Linked DNA regions of Mus musculus: regions 1 and 3 are each linked to region 2. Evidence: chromatin contacts called from public HiChIP or PLAC-seq and promoter capture Hi-C data. All regions are on one chromosome and are shown on one strand. The core of a region is the stretch at or near the end of the contact, and the rest is flanking DNA. Distances in the headings are between cores, read along the strand shown.

What was found. Promoter capture Hi-C pulls out the DNA fragments that hold promoters and counts their contacts. HiChIP or PLAC-seq counts read pairs in DNA pulled down with a chosen protein or histone mark.
Region 1: a promoter capture Hi-C map of macrophages shows a contact between it and region 2, with 5 read pairs. The contact joins the promoter of Rab8b here to the promoter of Car12 in region 2. A contact is called at or near these places in 7 of 39 promoter capture datasets (the SN4741 cell line, embryonic stem cells, hippocampal neurons and 3 more) and 2 of 9 other capture datasets (adipose tissue and pancreatic islet).
Region 3: an H3K4me3 HiChIP or PLAC-seq map of the SCID.adh cell line shows a contact between it and region 2, with 22 read pairs. The contact joins the enhancer-like site here to the promoter of Car12 in region 2. A contact is called at or near these places in 5 of 39 promoter capture datasets (the C10 cell line, epiblast stem cells, hematopoietic stem and progenitor cells and 2 more), 5 of 484 Hi-C or Micro-C datasets (the AML12 cell line, the G1E-ER4 cell line, Th17 cells and 2 more), 3 of 115 datasets of contacts at active chromatin or transcription factors (the 230-238 cell line, CD8 T cells and the SCID.adh cell line) and 3 of 9 other capture datasets (adipose tissue, embryonic stem cells and liver).

Annotation. Positions count from the first base shown.
Region 1 is chr9:66,917,637-66,921,899 of GRCm38.p6, reverse strand. Rab8b (RAB8B, member RAS oncogene family) reads left to right here and starts at 2,195. Exons shown (of 8, transcript NM_173413.3): 1 at 2,195-2,390. The coding sequence starts at 2,267.
Region 2 is chr9:66,711,508-66,715,520 of GRCm38.p6, reverse strand. It overlaps Car12 (carbonic anhydrase 12), which reads right to left and starts at 1,835. Exons shown (of 11, transcript NM_178396.5): 1 at 1,588-1,835. The coding sequence starts at 1,672.
Region 3 is chr9:66,558,164-66,562,522 of GRCm38.p6, reverse strand. The region is part of intron 3 of Usp3 (ubiquitin specific peptidase 3); the gene reads left to right. Among named protein-coding and RNA genes, the nearest start is that of Usp3, 33 kb to the left of the region's middle. Within about 2 kb of position 2,687, at least 71 of the 459 cell types and tissues checked have an H3K27ac peak or open chromatin away from gene starts, as enhancers often do. A contact at or near this core is called in CD8 T cells, the G1E-ER4 cell line, the SCID.adh cell line and 3 more, where this site is marked.

The DNA of each region.
Region 1 (4,263 bases), core at 946-3,445, 210 kb before region 2:
GAAAACTCCAATGGACTTTGAAGACTTCTTTCCTTCTGTTCAATGAATGAGGACCAAGGAATGGACCTGAGCCATGGACCATTCAGACCCTGGTGAAGCCCTACTCAGAGGCATGCTTCAGAATTTGGCTTGGGCAAAGAAGCTTGATTGATGCCAGAAGGCAGGGATCCCTTCTCCAAAGGGAACTTAGTCCTTCCTCAGAACCATGACTTTGAAGGCAGCTTTGACCTAAGGCATACTCTAGACATTAGATATTAAGTTGGCAAAAGTAGCTGCTGCCCTCTGGGCATTGTGTGATCAATAAGTATGAGCTAATGATACCTTTCATCTTCTCTCTACACTGGAAGTGATGGTCAATATTAGGAACAACTAAATTTTCTGCTACAATAGGACCAGACATGCAACATTGCTGATATTGTACATGAAGTCACAGGCATTGTTGAATCTTAGAAGAATTTGTCAATGTGTTCAATTAACTGTCCAGTTTTTTTATTATTATTCTAATGATTAACTCCACTGCTTCCTGTAACAACCTCTGCTAGAAGGTATTTCCTTGTCTCTAAGGTAAGTTTTGTCCTAGAGGGTTTTAGATAGTTTGTTGTCAGGCAGGGCCCCTTTAATACTCTTAAAAATGGAGGCATCCAAAAGAATTTTTGTTGGTGTGTGTGTATGTTAGGACAGTTGGTATTTAACATATTTTAAATTAAAACTGAAAAAGAAGCAGAGATGAGACAGAGACTTCTGACAAGATAAAGCTCCTGGTCCCCCTTAGCCACTCCTTCCTCATGATCTGGATAGTAAACCCTTGTCTCACAGGGGCTTGATCTGGCTGGGTTTCTGCCACTTGCAGATAAAAGAGCACTGAACAATAAAGAATTAGTCTAGGGTAATAAATAATGAAGGCTTGAATTGAATACATCAAAGTGCTATTTCCTCCCTTCCTTTTGCCACCCATTAATTGAAAGCCTCCTGAGGAGTGATAAATTTAAACGCAACTAACACCTACACTTCACAGCACCTTACCAAGTTTCAAAGTGCTTTCACACTCAGTATTTAATTTTCACTACAACCTATGAAGTAGTTTGTTTTTCATTCGTCTTTACAGATGAGAAAACTGAGACGTGTCAAGCCTGTGAGACTTCACACAGCTGTGAAGTGGCTTAGCAAAGACTAAATCCAAATCTAAATCTCTACATCTTCTATGGCCAAAGTTCCCGTCACCTGTCTCAGGTGGCGCTATTTTATAAGCTGTTCGTAGCACAAGCCTTCCCACATCTTTCTTCTCTTCTCTTCTCTTCTCTTCTCTTCTCTTCTCTTCTCTTCTCTTATCTTATCTTCTCTTCTCTTCTCTTCTCTTCTCCCTCTCTCCCCTCTCTCCCCTCTCCTCTCTTTCTTTCTTTCTTTCTCTCTCTCTCTCTCTCTCTCTCTCTCTCTCTCTCTCTCTCTCTCCCTCCCTCCCTCCCTCCCTCCCTCCCTCCCTCCCTCCCTCTCTCTCTCTCTCTCTCTCTCTTTCTTTCTTTCTTTCTCAAGAATTCATCCTCCCGCGGTGCGCGAGGCGGTATCTATGAAGCAGAGCCTCTAAAATGATCATCGCATTTGGCTGTGGCCTGTAGTTCAGAAGGCACAAGTGGGAATGAAATTAGCCCGCTAACATCACTCCTTGAGCTCTATAATTGAAGGGCTGTGGAAGGGGGCCTAGGAAATGGGCGGGAACGGGAGAGGCTGGGTAATACTCTGCAGCTAATTCACAGACTTCGTGAACCTTTGCATCTCCAAAGAAAGCTTGCCGAGCTCCGGGTTCAGGCAAGTAGATGAGCGAACTGCAGGACTTAGATTCCGAGGTCTTGGATTTGAAAGATGCCCATAAACAAAGAAACAACAAAGTCAAGTTCCCTTGGCAAAAGAAGAGGAGTTTGAAACGAAGCGTCTTTTCCCTGTAAGGATGGAAAGTCTTAACACACCACCCTACATCACTCAGATTTGTTATCCAGGGAGGTTGTTCGGACAGTTTGGGCGAGGCACGCCCGCGGCTCTCCCAGAGTACTACAAATCCCATAAAGCCTCGCGGGGCGGAGGGTGATGACAAGGCGCGGGCAGATTGGCTGGGACGGGGAGGAGCGAGCCTGTCGCCTCAAGAGGGTGGGGCGAGAGGCGGGGCGGGGCGCGGGTGGCTTGGCAGACACGCCCCCTCGCCAGAGGCCCCCCCTCCGCGCTGCTTTCCACCGCCTCCTTGCTCTTGGCGGTCAGAGAGGGCCGGAGTGAGAAGATGGCGAAGACGTACGATTATCTGTTCAAGCTGCTGCTCATCGGCGACTCCGGCGTTGGCAAGACCTGCCTCCTGTTCCGCTTCTCAGAGGACGCCTTCAACACCACCTTTATCTCCACCATCGGTGAGGGAGCGGCCGCGGCCCGGGACGGGAGCTGAGACGAGGGGGGCGGGTGCCTGGGGGCCTGGGAGAGGGCACGCGAGGGCTTGGCGACCGGAGAAGGGGACCCCGAAGGGCCGCGGAGAGGGCAGTGAGAGCCGGAGAGGCTGAAAGGGACGGATGGGGATGCGGAACTGCGGACGGACGAAAGGGAACCGGAGCAATCGGAAACCAGGGGTGTTGGGGACACGAGGGGGCTCCGGGGCGGCGGCGGCAGCGGCGTCCCAGAGGGACGGAGTCGGGGGAACACAGGAAATCGTACGGAAAGAGAAGGAGGGGAGGGAGAGTGAATACGAACGTGGGTTAGAAAGACAGGAAAGAGGAAGGAAATGTGAAGAGGGAAATGAAGGTTTGAGGACTCAAAGAGGGGCTTCAAATGAAGTAAAGGGGCAGAGGACACCAGGGACAAGAGAAGTGAGACTAGGAGGCGGTCAACAGGGAATTGAGGGGAATGACTGACTGAATGATCAGGAGGCAAGCGATAAAACGACATTGACTCTAAAGGTGTGAACAGAGATGCCAAGAGAAAATGCAGAAGATTGTAGGTGGGAGAAGGACTCAGGAGGACCCGAGGGCGACTTGAGGCTACTTGGTGGAGAAAGTGAAGGCGAGCTGAGTGTTAACTAGAAAGGAGAAGGGGAAGCAGGGGATGCAGTGCAGGGGTTGAGAGATCAGAGAGGAAATGGAAAACGCGGGGCTCAGGACTTTCCCTAGTAACTGGGAACGCTGGTTTCCATTTTCTCTTGACATCTTTGAATCGAGATTTAAAAAGTGACTAATGATGGAGTAATGTCTACGGGGTGTTAAAAATCTTTTGAGTGTTTATAGGAATTAAAGGGGCTGGGGACTTTGGGAGATGATGTGGTTAGAAGAAATTTATTGTTCACCGCCTTATTCCGTGTCTTGGGAAGCAGCAGTAAGTTTCTCAACTTTGTAAATTCTTGAGCTCGTGTAGTTGGTAACATCCAAGCCAAGTGATTGACTGTACATTCCGCCTGCCTCCCTGTGTAGTTTCCTTTGATTCTAATTACTTTGTAGGTGAATCATAACATACTGTATATTTCCCAATTACTTCTAATTGACTCAAGAAAAAAATTTCTCACTCTTCACTGGGAGCTGCTCTTGTATCTTCAGTAAAAGACATTGTGTGCAGGTAAACAGGATCTTTAAGTTGTAAACTGAAGAACACATCAAAACTGCTTTTAAACCTTCAGTAGGATGACCTTAACATTATTTCCTTTGTTAAATAGCTGCAGTCCAGTGGCCCACTCACTCATCAGCTTTTTGGTTGTCTGGCCTCTAATACTAGCTTATTTAAAGCATTTTTCAAATGGCTTTCCAGGTGATCCACAAGTAATGGGGAACTAGTGTGTTGACAATAAGTATGTCAAAGGGGCTGGAAAGTTGCTATGGTGGTTAGGAGGATTTGCTGCTCTTACAGAGGACCCAGGTTTGGTTCATAGCACTCACTTGGCACCTCATACTGCCTGTAATTCTAATGGAATACAACACCCTCTTCTGGCCTCCGTGGGGACTAGACATTTACATGGTGTACATACATTTATGCAGGAAAAAAACCTTGAATTAAAAACAAAACAAAATCCGTGTTTAAATATTTGTGGCATTTGAAAATAGGTGACATTTTAAAAGTAGGTATCGAGCACTTTCCAGTGTAAGTATTGGTAAAGAGTCTCCATGGTTTATTCTGATTTTTTTTTTTCCTACAGACTGAATGGAAATTTGGGTGTTGTGATATCTGGGCTGAAGGAAGTTTGAGTTGCGAGTTCTTGGCAGTTAGTCTTGAGTGGGACTTTTCTGAGGAAGCAGATTTTAAATG
Region 2 (4,013 bases), core at 586-3,085:
GTGCTCCTCTCACCCCTGGACTGAGGGCTCTTCTTAGGCTCTTCTTAGCGTCAGCTTTAACAAATTTCAACCCCCAAGTATCAGGAAAGCACACTTTGACCCCCTTACTCAGCTAACCCTCCAGCCCCAACCTTGTATTAACTGGTCTCCAGTCCACCTCAGTGAGTGTTTGACTTCATCTCCTGAGGCAGTCAAGAAACCTGCCCAATAAATAGCAGTGTAAAAGCTTAGAACTTAGCGGTAGCTAAGACTGCTCAGTGTGAGGGGAAAGTGGAGCTTTACTGCAAACTCCCTCTAATGCAGTTTAGAGAATAAGGAGGACATGAAGGGGGGGCAACAAAGAGGAGAATGGAGAGCCCCAAACTTTCAAAAAAAAAAAAGATCAATAGAGTCCTTCTCTCCTTTGTGTGAGGTGCTTGGTGCTAAAACGACTTCTGGTGAACTTCAGTCTCTATAGATTCCTTTAGAGTTAGTAGCAACCCAAAGTTAACAGTTTTCAAAATTGATCGCCACTTTTGTGGGACTTCTCCCACATTCTGCTTCTTCCTGACTGCGTGGGAAAGGTGATAGTAGGCAGATCCTGCCAGCCAGTCGATGAAGGTTCAGTAAAGGGGTAGTGGCTTGTTGCCCACCGGCAGAGTGTGGTCCTCCAAGGGGGGAAGGAGAGCAGAGCTCTGATACTGCTGGGCAGGAGCTGGGCTCTCTCCCCGCTGCCTGGCCAGGGGAATCATTGTTCAGCCACTGGGGTCACTCTTGGTCCCTTCTATTGCAACCCAAGAACAAGTATCACCACAGTGTGGGGACCCATTGACACAAACAAGCAGGACCCAGTCCCCACCTTCTCCCTAAGGTTAGTAGTAGCCTGAGGGAGAGGCAGGCTAAAGCTTGCTTTTCCTTTTCTTATTCCAAAGGAGTTAATTATCCAGGCTTTGGACATGAGCCCACAATTCAGGCTCCTCTTCCCACCTCAACCTGACACCCTGTTCAGCATACTTGCCCTTCGGGTTTCAGCCCCTTATTACAGTTAGAAATAAGGCATGTGCGCACACATGTAGGTTCAGTGTAGCAGAGATCTCGAGGGGAAAGACAATGACTAACGGTGGGCTACATTATCCCCTGGACACGGAGTGTGAAACCTACTGGTTAACTGCCTCTCTGAGGGTTCTGACGATCAGCCAGACACCCCTTCTTGCGGATCACAGCACACAGGAAGACAGTCCTTTCTCAGCGCTCTGCACGTGGTTCCGGGATCCTGGCTAGCAAGTTTCCAAGCCCCATCTCCAGAGGTAGTGTGCTCAGAAAAGAGGCAAATGAGTAACTACAACTGTGCACCAAGCACCGTTAAAAAAAAGTGCCTCCAACTAACCTCAGCTAACAGTGCATCCCAAACGATCCCAAAGCTAGCATCCTTTCTTGAAAATGTGCTAGGCACACAGCAACTTCCTTACTCGCTCAGTAGTGATTTTACTTTATCTTGCAAGAGCCTGGCAGAAATCCTCTCTCTGCCCAGGCATGGCTCAGTGCACAGGACTCTTTTTTTTTTTTTTTTTTTTTTTTTTTTTTTTTTTAAGTAAGCAGAAACTTTACCGTTGAGTGGGGCTGAGCTGGAAGGCTGCTTCTTAAGGATCACCAACAGGAGGACGACAGTCGCGCGCAGGCTGCGGTGAGGCATCTTTGTCCTGGCGACTCAAAGCTGCCACTCACTCGGAGCTGTGGGGCGCTCGGAGCTGGCAGCGGCGCACCAGCACAGTGTGCACTTAGCCTGGGACCAAGACGTGCACGTTGGTTGTGTAGACTCGTGGCTGCCTGTAGGCTGCTTTTTAATGCCGCGACTCAACCCTAAACATGATGTCATCAGGCAGGAGGGCGGGGCAGAAAGCCCAGCCTACCGGAGGGCAGGAGCCCCAGGTCCGAGGTGAGTTGAGGTCCTGACTTAAGTGGTCCTCAGTGGCCCACTGCGGCGGTCCTCTGGGCCACAGGTTACTTGGGGGAGCCAGTTCTCACAGGGAGGTATGGAAAGTCAGGGACCCGTGCAGCACTCACTTCCCTAGATGTGACTGTGGTCTGTCACTGCCCTTACTTGAAAGCCCCAGCATAGAATGCTGTTTGGGCCAAAGCCTCATTCAGGGTCTGAATGTTTCTGCCTGGTCTTAGCCAAGTAGCTGTGAATTACACATCACATCCAGATTAAGCTCTTCTCAACGAAACCACAAAGAGACTGCGAATCGGAAACTAAGATAAAGGGATTCACAGAAATGAGTCGCTTTTCTTGGCGATTAGCATTTCCCTTAGGAGGAGGAGGCATGTAGACAAGGCTTACTCCTTGTGCAAATTCACAGGATCAGCCCATCTTCGGTAGGCAGCAGGTGGAGAAGGTGCCCTCTCTGAAGTAGTGGTGAAAGAAAAGGACTTGCTTTATTACCGAGTGTCTACAAGCATCAGAGACCAGGCTAGGGGTTATGTGGACCAGTGGCCAGGCTGTTTCCAATGCTGGTTTATCACCTGTTGCTACTCCTGCCCACTATTCTCCAATCTCCGCTTGCTTTGCAATATGCACACTTACACTCTAGACAGGAGCCCGTTGTTCTGATCACGTTTGTGTCTAGCCCGCCCATGCGGAGCTGAATCTTCCTGGCCTCCTGCTCTGCTGTTCCCCACCCTTACCTCCTATATCGTCTGTTTGTTATTCCCGCCCGAGATGGTCTCTGCTTCCCTGGCTCCTCCATATCTCTCTACCACCTCAGGTGTGGGGCTCAGTTTCCTGCTCCTACTAACCCTGGTCTCCTGCTGCCTACACATACGGAATAGTACATAACCCCATGTTTGTAACCTGGCCCGCCATGCCCTCTTCTCTGGGCCAAGTCAACCAGCCCAGCCCTCCCCCATCCCCCATCTGTTCTGGCACTCAACCTACAACTCAGGTTGGCCTTGGTGACCAAAGAGGCCATTTGTTCACCTACAACTTGGAGAGACTGAGCAGCCGAGAACCACCAGGAAGCAGGTGTCGCCTGCATTTCAAGGGGTGTTATTGTTCTGTCCCTAACAGCTCAACTATTGTATGGGTAATAAAGGGCTTGAAATCTCTTCAAGGAAGTTGTTACAATGACAATTTTGTCACAATCATTTCCAGACCACAATAAGCTTAAGGGTGACCTTTTCTCAGAGATGAATAGCCTTGAATGAGCTCTGGAGTGGCTTAGGCAGTCTTGTTAAAGGCTGAGGTGGACTGGGGAGCAGAAGGCCCAGAGAGACCCCTGAATGTTCTGAGATGCAGATTCTGGGCCCAGAGAGTGAAGCCTTGACTAGTTCAAGGCCAACTGGATCATACCTGCCACCGGCCTGTGTCACTCCCACGACAGGTGTTTTTCAGTATGTCGGAAAGTACTCAGTTCAACTTCTCAAATGTTCACTTTAAACGGATCCCCAAAGATGCAGGGAAAAAAGAAGGATATGGTGGATTTAGTCAAATAGTAAGAATAGATCATAAACTAGGAGCCACAGAGGGAAAGCTTGTGACATTCATCGTATGTCTAGCAGATAGCTGGCTAATTGGTAAAGAATGGTTAACAGAAGGGAATCAAGAATATAAGCTGAAACTCGGTGTGGTGGGTTACACCTGAAGTCCCAGCACACGGGAAGCTGAGGCAGGGGGATCTCTGAGCTGCAAAGTGAAGCCCTGTGTCAACAAGAAAGGGGCAGAATAATCTGGGAGGAGATAATAAAGAGGTGGCTCGGAGTGTGAAGCTGCTTGCTGGGAAAACCTAGTCAGCCGAGTTGATCCTTAGACTCCACAGTGGGATGTAAGGAAGGAGAGAACTGACTCTTTCAAGTTGTTCTCTAACCTCACCATGTATGCCAAAGCATGCTTGCCTCTTAGCCCCACATGGATGAGGAGGAGGAAGGAGGAGGAGAAAGAAGAAGAAGAAGAAGAAGAAGAAGAAGAAGAAGAAGAAGAAGAAGAAGAAGAAGAAGAAGAAGAAGAGGAGGAGGAGGAGGAGGAGGAGGAGGAGGAG
Region 3 (4,359 bases), core at 1,438-3,937, 150 kb after region 2:
TTTTACAAATGTGTTCTTACAAGTTAAGCTTCTTTGTTTGAAAGATTGTTTTGGTAATCTTCCCTATCTCTTTTCTACTTCCTGAGAGGTAAATGTCAAGAATTTAGTGTTTACAACTCAGCATTTCAGGCTCCCCCTGACCCCCATGAAGTGTATTAGACTTTAAGAGGAAGTTGGAGATAGCCATGCCAGGTGGTGTATACTGGTATTCCTTGCACTATGCAGGCTAAGAAAGATTCTGAGTTAAAGGTCATCCTGGGCTACAAAGCTAGATCCTATGTCCAAAAAAGAATAGATTGTGAACCGTGTGGCTCCTTGTAATATAATGTATGTGTCTGTGTCATATAAATGGTAGTAAAGTCCTGTCTATTTTGTGACTGTTTAGGAGCAAATTATTTAGGCTACAAGCAGTGTTCAACAATTTGTTACCCATGTAGTATATGCAGAGATGTTTATAGTTTTAACTTTTGAGTGAAGCAGATTTCTTTCTCATCATAAATTATGATGAATAATTTTTCACCTTTACTTTCAATTCTAAGGGCTGCTGACATTGAGGGGGGTGTTTAGAAGATCCTTTAGAGTTATGTATTTGCTCAACAGTCCTTGAATTTTACATGAGGGCAATACTGAGCAGGAATGGGCATTTAAAGTACAAATATCCCTGTTTGTTGATTTGCTTTTGGTAAGTGGTTTGAGACAGAGTTTGCTGTTTGGTCTAGGCTGGCTCCTACCTCAGCCTCCTGAGCACTGTGCATGTGTTGCCTTGCCTGTTTCCAGGCATCCCTGAGAACCACACTTTCTGTTGAAGGGCGTGCTAGTCCTTTCTCACACTGTCTGTGGGAAGATGTCCAGCCAAGGGAAGAAAATTAAACCAGTGCTTTTTCAGGTCTTTTAATGTTTTACAGGTTTAGCATAGTTGGCATTTAACTATTGAATAAATCTGTAAAAGGTTTAAGTCATTCAAACACCTACTCGTTTAGTGGTCAGACCTGGAAAAGATAGAAGGGAGAGAAACTTAGAGGCAGATGAAGATTTTTGTAAAAATTAGTATTTTCTGAGATGTTCACACACAGGGCAGTGCTCACTACTGTTGCTTGCTGATGTGGAGTACTTCTTTTCTTTTCTTCTCTTTTCTTTTTCTTTTCTTTTCTTTTCTTTTCTTTTCTCTTCTTTTGATTTATTTATTATATGTTAAGTATACTGTAGCTGTCTTCAGACACACCAGAAGAGGGCATCAGATCTCATTACAGATGGTTGTAAGCCACCATGTGGTTGCTGGGAATTGAACTCAGAACCTCTGAAAGAGCATTCAGTGCTCTTAACGGCTGAGCTATCTCTCCAGCCCGAGTACTCCTTTTCATAACAGCTAAGCATTAGCTCAGTTGGCTGCTGTTGCTTGAACCCTGGCCTTAAATAAACCTCTACCCGGACTCACATCCTAGCCCTCCATTAATCCCTGCCCCATTAATCCAAGAATGGTACAGCTTCTTGTTTTATAGAATCAGGTGTTCTGTGTTTATAACTACTTTTGCTTTAGAGACAGCAGAAATTCAGGTCATTCTTGAATGTCTTTATCTCCCTATCATAGTCATAAGTCATGCCATTCTGTGTGGTGCAGGTGCTGACAGCATTCATTCTTGATATCAGTTAGTGTGCAGAGGATGTTCAAAAGGAAGCTTTGTAAATACAGTTAAATCTGTATACTATAACAAATCATTGTTGCTCTTCTTGCTGTTGGTAAAATTCTAAGGGAATGGTAAGTCTTTGAGGAAATCTTAAGGATCAGCTTAATGGAATTAAATTATTTTCATAGGGTGCTATAAGAACATCTGTTAGATATTTTAGTGGCTTTGCAGTTTTGTTAACTAGACATTGGAATTTAATTTCCTTTACATTGCTATAGTGTACTAAGGTAGTAGACATAATTTCATGGACAAGTTGATTTAGGAAATATTAGCATATACCCAGGAGTGGCAGAAGCTTCTTGGCCAATTGCCAGTCTTTTGTGTGCGGTTAAACAGAGCTGTAAGTGTGTGGCTACCCAGAGCTTCTGAAATGCAGGAAGGAAGCTGCAGCTGCACGGGTCACATTAGTGCTACATTTGTGGGCTTGAGAACAGAATGCCAGGGAACCACCCTGCAAAATTACACTGCCATATAAATACCCCAAAGGAGCTGATGACTGTTGTGAGATCATGAAGCTTTGGTTAAAATTAGTATTTCTATTATACCTTAACTAATACAGAGAAACAGATTTCTCTGAGTTGGGGAATTGTATAATTTCCCGGTGTAGTTTTATGAATTTCTTTGTACATCAGTTTCTGATTGCTAGACTGGTTGATAGGGTTCAAAGGAAAAAAAGTTTATATATTTGATTATTAAGCTGTGTGTATATTTGATTATTAAGCATTTTTACTTCAGCTTTTCCTACACTTCTACCCCCAAGTAGTAGGAATCAAACCCAGCGCCCCGGACATGCTCAGCAAACACTACTAAATTATATCCCAGTCCGTTTTTTTTTTTTAATTTTTTAATTTAAGACAAAGTTTTGCTAAAATTTCAGGCTGGTCTTGACCTTACTCTATAGGAGCCTAGGATTTAGCCTCCCAAATGCTGGAGTTACAGCTGTAAGCCACCACACTCAACTGTGAAGCCCTCCTCACCCCTTTATGGTTTGTGTTATAAGATATTCTGAGGCTTACATTTGGTTTTGCCCATATATGTTCATGTGCGTGCACATGTGTATGGAGTTCATAATTGTTTGGATAGCATTGCTCTGGTACCTTGTGTTTTTGAGACAGGCTCTCTTGCTGGGACTTGTAATTTAGGTTAAGGCTGGCTCAAGGGATCCTTCTCTCTCTGCCTCCCCAAGTCTGGGGCTACACACACACCCTAGCCTTTTGCATGGGTATAGGGGATCACACTCAGGTCCTTAGAGTATGTAATAAGTGTTTAACCAACTGCACCATCTCTCCTGTCCTTGCTTACAGTTTTTGTCTTTATTTTCCTTTACTGAGAGTCTTGCCCTGCCCTTTCCTTCCTTATGAGTTATCATGAAAATTTCCTTCTCCTAACTCCAGCTACGGGGAGTAATCTCTACTAACTTCTAGCTTCTGGAACACTTGTCACTTCCTGCTACATGTCACTAATTTGTAAATCTCCTTGGAGACTACAGAGACCCCTCTCAGATCTTTCTATTTTCCTCCTTGTTTTATGCAGACTTGTTTTAGGCAATGTCCTTGCCAAGTATGTGGATAGTCCTGGGGTCATCTCTAGTACTGGGGTGGAAAAGATTTTGATAGCTACCTTTAAAACAGGAGAAAGGTTGCACCAAGTCTGTACTATGTCCTTTGATCATCACAGAGGACTGAAGCCACATGACAGAGGCTAAATTCCTTTCCCTCTGAAGATTGGTATCCTTGTAGGCAGCTCTTCTTAATTCTGAAATAAGCAGAGCCTCCAAAGAGAAAACATATACTGTGAAAGTTGTGGTCTGGCTGGGCATAGTGGCGCACGCCTTTAATCCCAGCACTCGGGAGGCAGAGGCAGGCGGATTTCTGAGTTCAAGGCCAGCCTGGTCTACAGAGTGAGTTCCAGGACAGCCAGGGCTACACAGAGAAACCCTGTCTCGAAAAACCAAAAAAAAAAAAAAAAAAAAAAAAAAAAAAAAAAAAAAGTTGTGGTCTGGCGGCACAGGCCCCCGCTCCTTGAGACAATCCAATTAGCATGAAACAGATAAATGAAGATTTCAATAAAAGTGAAGATCTTCCCAGGATTTTCATATAGAAACTAAGTTTCAGTTTCTTGTTTGTTAAGTACTGTTTCTCCCTTCCCATCCTGTTCCCTTTCCTACCAAATGGTATTACATGTGGTATATTATTGCAGTTGAAAAGAAGCACAAATTAAAATTAGGAGTTTTGTGTAAGTAGACATATAAAGGTAATAGATTAAAAATACTAAACAAATAATTCACTGATATCTGACCTAGTCAACTCTAATCTTTGTAAACAGTAGCTGAATGTAGAAATGAAGAGTTAGGAAAAGAATACTAAAATTACTAGAATACTTTGTTCCCAAGGCATCTTTTCAAACTATTATGAAATATGAACTAATTCATGTCTAAAAACTGCTTAAATTTCGGTTATTTTTATTACCACTGGCCTGCTTTATCATCTTAAGTTATAATTAAAAATTAAAAACAAAAATTTATCATCAAGTAAACTCTTTAAGTATAGATTTTATCCACCCTCCCCTTATTTTTGTGTTTTCAAGAGGGCTTCTCTGTGCAGCCTTGGCTGTCCTGGAACTTGCTCAGTAGACCAGGTATGCCTCAAACTCAGAAATCCCGTTGCCTCTGCTT